3 separate regions of the Sus scrofa genome follow, and all the other regions are linked to region 3. A link is a contact called in public promoter capture Hi-C data. All regions are on one chromosome and are shown on one strand. The core of a region is the stretch at or near the end of the contact, and the rest is flanking DNA. Distances in the headings are between cores, read along the strand shown.

What was found. Promoter capture Hi-C pulls out the DNA fragments that hold promoters and counts their contacts.
Region 1: a contact with region 3 is called in a promoter capture Hi-C map of liver, with 5 times the contacts expected there. The contact joins the promoter of SUMF1 here to the promoter of ARL8B in region 3. A contact is called at or near these places in 1 of 5 promoter capture datasets (liver) and 1 of 2 datasets of contacts at active chromatin or transcription factors (alveolar macrophages).
Region 2: a promoter capture Hi-C map of liver shows a contact between it and region 3, with 4 times the contacts expected there. The contact joins the promoter of ITPR1 here to the promoter of ARL8B in region 3. A contact is called at or near these places in 1 of 5 promoter capture datasets (liver) and 2 of 2 datasets of contacts at active chromatin or transcription factors (alveolar macrophages and skeletal muscle).

What each region holds. Positions count from the first base shown.
Region 1 is chr13:61,036,025-61,038,724 of Sscrofa11.1, forward strand. It overlaps SUMF1 (sulfatase modifying factor 1), which reads right to left and starts at 1,264. Exons shown (of 9, transcript NM_001244932.1): 1 at 977-1,264. The coding sequence starts at 1,246.
Region 2 is chr13:61,066,744-61,069,443 of Sscrofa11.1, forward strand. ITPR1 (inositol 1,4,5-trisphosphate receptor type 1) reads left to right here and starts at 1,388. Exons shown (of 59, transcript XM_021069282.1): 1 at 1,388-1,640; 2 at 2,481-2,556.
Region 3 is chr13:61,639,258-61,641,957 of Sscrofa11.1, forward strand. ARL8B (ADP ribosylation factor like GTPase 8B) reads left to right here and starts at 1,426. Exons shown (of 8, transcript NM_001252214.1): 1 at 1,426-1,710. The coding sequence starts at 1,588.

The DNA.
Region 1 (2,700 bases), core at 14-2,513, 600 kb before region 3:
AAAGACCAGGAGTTCCCGTACTGGTTCAGTGGTTAACATATCTGACTAGGAACCACGAGGTTGCGGGTTCAATCCCTGGCCTCCCTCAGTGGGTTAAGGATTCGTCGTTGCCGTGAGCTGTGGTGTAGGTCACAGATGCGGCTGGGATCTGGAGTTGCTCTGGCTGTGGTGTCCGTGGACAGCTACAACTCCGATTAGACCCCTTGCCTGGGAACCTCCATATGCCAAGGGAGTGGCCTTAGAAAAGGCAAAAAAAGACCAAAAAGAAGGAGCACTTCTTTAGGAGTCATAAGATCTAAGTTGTTTCCACAACCACACCTATACGCAAAATACCCAGAATATAGTGTGAAATAAGTAGTAGTTACTATTAATGTTATTATATACACATCCTAGTCATAATACATCCAGGCACTGGATGGTATAGATAAATAATAGTAATAAAGCAACTACTGTTTACTTAGTCCTTCCCACGTGCTAGGGACAGGAGGATAAATAAGGATAAATAAATAAGTCCCTGTCCTGAGGAACCAGAGTCTGCTACAAAAGACTACCGATAAGCATACAGCAATGTCAGAGACACTGAGACCCAGTGTCCTAACTCCTTCACAGTTAACGAGAGGTACTCAAGACTTAAACCCATAGCTATCTGACTTAACTCTGAGAACCTCATGGGGAGGAAAGGGTGGATGGAGGAGGATGCAGTAGATAAGAGGTAAGAAGAGACAACTATCCTAACACTAAATTCCTAACTCCAAAAATTACACAGAGCCCCGAGGCCCAGCCATTTTAGAGGTCAAGGAGGAAGAACTCATCAAATTGTGCGCCAAGGAGAGGAGGAAAAACTCCTCACCAAGGTGTGCGATTTGAAGTGTGATTATAATCTTTACTCGCCTTCCTCCGAGCCCTTGCTTTACCCATCCCAAGCCTGTGAAAGAACCCGGCGACTCCCCCCGTTGTCAGGGAGTCCAAAAAGCACCTTCGTGAGCGGGAACTGCCGCTCTCTAGGGACCGGGCCCGGGGCGTTCGCCTCCCGCGAGTACTGCTGCGCGGCCGCTGAGCTGCCATAGGCCCCGTGCCGCTGGGGAGCGCCACAACCGCACGAGCCCGCGAGGGACGCCGCACCAGCCCCAGCCTCGGCTTCTTCGCCTCCTGCCACTCCGCCCAGCAGCAAGAGCAGCGGCAGCAAAAGGACGAGACCGAGTCCAGCGAAGCTTCCTTGAGCTGGCCCTAGCGCGGGCGCAGCCATGTTGTCCCGCGAGCCATGTGACCCTGTGGGTCACGTGGCCCCGCCCTCCTTAAAGGGCCCAAAACCTAGGCTGATTTACCTGGCCTTGAGAGCTGCCCTTTGTATAATTCTCTCCAGGTACCTTTCCTTTAGAGCCCTCCTCTTTGCCTCTGCTGACTTAAAAACACAACAAAACTCAAAAAGTCATGGCCTTCCGCAGACTGTGTGCCGCATTATTATTTCTTGGTTGAAAAGTTATAATCGAGTGTGTTGAACATTAGCTATGTGCCAGGAACCAATGCTAGGTGAGCAGTTCACTTTTTGAAATCTCATTTAATCCTCACAAGGACCCTGAATATTGGGTTCACAGAACAATTAAGTGATCTGTGCCAAGATCACATGGCAAATAAATGTCAAAAAATGAGATTGAAACTCAGCCGCACAGGGTCTCCAACAATACATTTAAACCCTGAGTGGTTTTTTTGGGGGGGTGGTTCTTGTGGGGGGTGCCTTTTTAGGGTCGCACCGGAGGAATATGGAGGTTTCTAGGCTGGGGCTTCAATTGGAGCTGTAGCCTCCGGCCCATGCCACAGCAGTGCAAGGTCCGAGTTGTGGCTGTGACCTACACCACAGTTACCAGCAACACAGGATCCTTAACCCTCTGAGCGAGTCCAGGGATCGAACCTGCATCCTCATGGGTAATAGTCGAGTTCCTTAACCACTGAGCCACAACAGGAACTCCCAAACCCTGAGTTTTAAACTATTAGGCTGCAATGTAGGCAATTCCCTAACCTTCCCTTAACAGGAAAATGGAAGATGAACATGTTGAAAACCACTCACCAAGGGATACAGAGAAATCCAGACTGTGGGATTTGGACAGCAGTGGCCCTCAAAGTGTTGTCCTGGACCAGCAGCATCAGCATCAGCTAGGAACTTGTTAGAAATATAATACTTAATCAGAATCTGTACTTTTCACAAGTTCTCCAGATGATTCTAAAGCATACTGAAGTTTGAGGACCCCTGTTTTGTATGACCCAATGTCTTCAGAGAAAAAAAAAAAAAAAAAAGGCAAAACAAAAACCAGAAAAGGAAGGGATGTAGAGATTAAAAATAAAATCTCACCCAGTTGCAGTGTATACGAATCTTATCTACTATGTCGAACTTGCTGATCACAAAATTTTTAGGTTGCCTAAAAATAAAATTTAAAAATTTGATAAACTTTTAGGGTCACACCTAGGGCCATTTAAGTGAAGTGCTCACCTAAATAAAATTACAATATTTTATAAAATGAAGACTTACTATCAGTTTTTTTAGGGGGGTTAGGAGTGATAATGGTATTTGTGGTTATGTTTTTTAAAAGAATCCCTTCCTTTGAGATACATGTGTTGAAATATATATATTTATATTTATCCATATATGTATGGATAAAAAGGTATGTTTTCAGAGTTCCCATTGTGGCTCAGAGGTAACAAACC
Region 2 (2,700 bases), core at 138-2,637, 570 kb before region 3:
AAAGACAAGGACTTGGTACATTTATAGACTGGAATTGAAATCCAGGCTGCACTACTTAAATTATGGTGTCATCTTGGGAAGTTACCTGATTTCTTTGAGCCCTCGTTTGTCAAATAGGGATAATACATATGCCTACGGTTGTTAAAACTTAACAGCTTTAAGCATGAAAAGTGCATGTGGTCTGGACTCAATAAAATCTGCCTAATTATTATTACCATTGTTGTTGCAGCAGATCTATGCGGTGGCAAGCTGTGTCTGTTCGGAATTCTATGATGTGGTTTTGGCTCACTACCATGCCCCAGTGCCTGGCACCCAGTAGATTCTCAGGAAACGTTTCTGCAATGAACGCACATCGTCTGAGGCAGGGAGGGCATCTGGCAGACTTGGCCTCCGAACTTAGCTTCTGCCCTTCTTCCAAAAACCAGAGTCTGAAGCAGATTGTAACCCGGGACGTCCAGGCTCTCCTGAGCAGTGAGCTGAAACCCATCTTGCCCCCGAAGCCCCTGTGGGAGCTGCTGGAGGGCACCCCGCCTGAACGCGCATCTTTGTGTAAGCTACTCATTCCAAAGCCCTTGTTTTTCTGGTTTGCGGTTTATTTACTTAAGCATTTACAGCTCCCAGGAGCAGAGGGGCTGCTAGAAGCAGGGTCAGGACCGAGGTCGCGGTTTGTATTTATTTTCTGCTTCCCAATCCCAGCCCTGGCAAGTCAAAACTCGGTTCCTTTATTTGTACACCGAGAGGCTTAAGTTTCTATACCTCCTGCGGGGCGAGGAAAGACACATGCAGTTCGGGTTCAGGAAAGTGCTCTCTAGCCACTTGCCAGCGTCCCTGCTAGTGTTGCTCCCAGACTTAATTTTCTGTGCAAACCCGAACCGGGCGGAGCAGATTAAATAAAGACAACCTCGCGCCTTTAATCCTTGACCGCAAACACTGGCTTTTTCGTGCCCTGGATTTCTGAAATTCTTGGCTCTGGTACTCAAAGCGGGGGGAGGGTGGGTAACAGCTTGTAAAAACTTCCCAAAGCAGAAATCCGAGCTCCTCTCGCCCCTTGCTACCAGGGACACCTGGATTCTAGGGAAAGGGGACAGCCAAAGGAGGAGCGTCCCCAAGGGTTGGGGGCGCCCTCCAGGGGTAGTTTTGGGTCGCCGTCTCCAAGTCCAGCCAGCTCCCAGCACTGAACCGGGTTTGAAGCCTCGGCGCGGGGCAGGACGCCCCTCCCTGTCCCCGCGCGCGTCTATTTAGAGCTCAGCCCGGTAGCCCATGGGATTCTGGGACTTGTAGTTCGTCACCGCGGCCCCAGGCGCCGCCACGACCCTGGGCTCGGACTACATTGCCCAGGGAGCTTCCCGGCCTATATAAGCTGCCAGGAGCCGCTTCAAAGTGCAGTAACCATGTGGATGTGCTGCTGAAGCGTTTCCTCAAGCTTGCTGGGGTGGGAGGAGAGGAGGAGGAGGTGGTGGTGGTGGAGGAGGAGGCAGAGGGTGGAGAGAGAGAAAGCGCACGCCGAGAGGAGGTGTGGGTGTTCCGCTTCCATCCTAACGGAACGAGCTCCCTCTTCGCGGACATGGGATTACCCAGCAGCCGCTAACCCCTCTCCTCGCCCTGCTCCCCCAAACCGGCGTGGCTCCCCGGGCACCAAGGTAGAGGTTGGGGCCGGGCGGAGGGCGCGGGGAGTTGGTACTGTCCCCCCGGGCGCAGAAGTTTTTGCCTCGCTTTTTGGTAGTTCTTGGTGGATTTGCATGCACTTGCGTGCATTTGGGGGTTCTTTTACTGAGGACGTTTTGGGGGGGGGTTCATTTGAGGTTAAAAAAAAAATTCTCAACTCCATCGCCTGGCTTTGAGGACTACCCATTCTGGATTGGAATGGCATTCCCCCAAGTTGGAAACTGTTGCAGCAGCTGCAGGAAATAGTTTTTTTTTTTTTGGGGGGGGGGGCGTGGGGATGTCCTCTGTGAGTCCGCTCAAGGAAATAATCTTTCTTAAAATGTAGCCCTCCCTCGTGCTGCATGGTTGGGAGAATAATGCATTTGGGGGTCCCGGTGAAGAGGGTTTTAAAAAACGGAAGAAAACCCGAGGAGCGGTGAAGGACCAAGTGTGGACGAAGCTCACGCCCGATGAGGATGCGGGCTTCAGATACTTGGCCTTCGCTCCGGGAAACAAGTGCTTTGGGATCTGCCAAACACTTCCCTTAGTCTCAGATCTTCCCGGCACACTGGAAGTTTGTGCGTTCCTAGTCTCACTTATCAGTTACATATTAGAAACAAATAGGCGAAGTTACCTGTAACCTTCACCTCTTGATCCCACCAACACACCCGTCAAATTTGGCGGTGGCGGTGGCCCTGTGTGTGTGTATGTAGGTGGGAGGGGGTTTGTCCCTCCAGGAAAGAGCCTAAAGAAAGTGGAAGTGTGGAATTTGAGAATTTCTATTAGGGACTCATCATCAGCCAATCTTATATTCAGTCTTCTTTCTTAATATGCAGGAGCTGACTACAGAGGAACAGGACTCGCACCCCTGGCTGGGCGTGTTTTGGCAACAGAGTGCCTGACCTGGGTCAGGTAAGTGTGGAAGCCTTAGAGCTGTAGTCCATAATAAGTTTTTGTCCTAGCCTATTTTAAGTTCTCTCTAAAGAGCCATGGAGAAGGGGAGCAGGAAAGAAAGGGAAATTCCATGGCTCAGTCTCCAAAATTTGTCACCACCTT
Region 3 (2,700 bases), core at 176-2,675:
GGCTGGGATCCTGCATTGCTGTGGCTCTGGTGTAGGCTGGCAGCTACAGCTCCGATTAGACCCCTAGCCTGGGAACCTCTATATGCCGCACGTATGGCCCTAAAAAGACAAAAAAAAGAAAAAAATTATTTTATTTTTTATTGAAGTACAGTTGATTTACAAGAATCTGAATAATATATATATACACATACATATGTATATATATAAAACTGAATCACTTTGTTGTATGCATGGTATTATATCTTTTACTTATCTGGAATGTAAGCTCCTCAGGGAAGGAATTTTCTTTTAATTTGAAAGCCTTGCAGATATTTTAATGTAATTTTTAATTAAATTAAACTTTTGAACAGGCAACTCATTTACATGGTTGAAAGTGAAAACTATATAAAAGATATTCAGAGACTTCTCATTCCATTCCTGCCTATGACCATCCAGTTTCCCCTTCCCCCCATAAAATCATTTTTATTAGTTTTTGAATATTTCTTTATGCAAAGATATATGTATTTGTACATATACATGTATATTGTTGTTTTTCATCTTATACCCAAAGTGTCATTTAATATATAGTTGACATCTTGCATTCATGTTCCTTTAAAATATTTCCTGGACATTATTTCTTATCAGTTTATACAGAACTTTCTCATTCTTTTTAAATTTTTATTATTTATTTATTGATAGGCAAGAAATAGATTTACTATGATATGACGCTTGTGGGAGGTACAAACGGGCAGGCAAGGAAGCACTGCTTATCATTCTTTTTTTTTTTTTTTTTTTTTTGCTTTTTAGGGCTGCACCTGTGACATATGGAGGTTCCGAGTCTAGGGGTTGAATCGGAGCTGTAGCTGCGGGCCTCTGCCACAGCAACGCAACACAGGCTCCCAACCAAGTCTACAACTTACACCACAGCTCACAGCAACACCAGATCCTTAAATCTCTGAGCAAGGCCATGGATCCAACCCGCAACCTCATGGTTCCTAGTCGGATTTGTTTCCACTGCGCCATGACGCGAAGTCCTCATTTTTATTTTTTTTTTAATAGCTGTTAAATTAGTCCCTTTTGAGAACTTACCAGAGTTTATTTAATCACTTCCCTACTGATAAACACTTGTGGCTTCCATCTTTTGCTCTGTAGGACAGGGATTTTCGTGTTGAATCCTCCAAAGTCGTGAAGTCTTTCTGCATGTAGCTAACTGTAAATAAACAATCACAGAGAGAATGAGTGGTGAATTGACCTGCATTAATTAGCTAAGGAGGGTGGTAGAAAGGGAGCCCAAGGCCGGAGGGCGTTGCTGCGCGGAGGTCTCAGCAGGTGGCGCTGCAGGCGGCGCACGCGCCTGGCCTTGCGGGCCCCGCCGCTCTTGCCGTGTATGCCTACAGCGGCGCCGGGACGCGCGTTGGGGGTAGGGCGAGTCATATGACCTGCTCGGCTTCCTGGCTTCTGCTGTCGCCGCCCGCCTGTGTCCGCCAGCGTCGCGCCGGGGCCCCGAGGAGCCGTTGCGGGGGGTCCGGGCCAAGGCCCGCTCGTGTGGAGTTCGTCGCCGCAGCTGCCCACCCGCTTGCCCATCAGTCTTCCCTCCCGACCGCCATCATGCTGGCGCTCATCTCCCGCCTGCTGGACTGGTTCCGCTCGCTCTTTTGGAAGGAGGAGATGGAGCTGACGCTCGTGGGGCTGCAGTACTCGGGCAAGACCACTTTCGTCAATGTCATCGCGGTGAGTGCTCTTGCTAACCCGCCCGGGGCGCAGAAGCCCGCGAGTCCGCCCGGCAGCCGCCCAAGGGCCTGTCCTGGGGTCCCCTCCGCGCGGCGGAGCTCTAGGTAATGTGGGGCGGCGGGGGGGTGGGGTGCGGTGCAGCGCACGCCGTGCCTGTCACCTCCCCGAGGGCCAAGATTTAGAGTTTTCCCGCGTGTTGGTAGATGAAGTGGAGTGTTGGGGTCGGCAGCTGAAGGGTTAATTCCATTTGGTCATCTTCGAAGCGTCGCGTCCTCATCGGCGCCTGGGCTTGGAAAGGTTAGAATTGGACTTGTGTTTAAGGCGCTTTGGGGGATGGGGGTTTCCTTAGGGTTTGATCTGTAGGGGCGGCGGAAGGGTTAACTCCAGCTTGTCACTTTCCCGAAGGGTGGGATGTGGCGAGTTTCGCTGTTCCGTGAGAAGGCATGCATACAAATTGAGATCCTTTCTCAACTAGCCACTCGGGACGAGGAGCCCCATTGTGAGGAACGCGCGGGACCAGTGTGGGCTTCTTCCTGAATTCTGTGGGCAGCCCGTCCCCTGTAATTCGGTTACTGGCTTTCACCGGTTCCCCTAGGGGCCAAGATCCAGTTGATTGCGCTGCGCTGGCGGGTGGAAGCTGGGGAGAGACATTTCCCAGTGGTGGACAGCTTTTATTTTATTTATCATTTATTTCTAAATTGAAGTACAGTTGACTTACAAGTGTACAGCTTTTATTAAATCAAGGAGTTGGGGGAATCTCTGCTTTTCTAGAGTTCTCACGTACGGGATAAGACGGATCTGCAGGCAGCGTAAAGTTAACTACTTTGAAAAAGAGGAGTTGGTGTTTTGTGATGGTGTTTCTTAACTGAAGAGAGAGAAAGGGACTGGATGGGAACAGAGTTTATTCGACGCCCAGGGAATGGGTATCTGGGAGGGGAAATTGCCCTGCGAACCTCTATACTATGTGGTGTTTGTTCAGCAGTGGTTGAG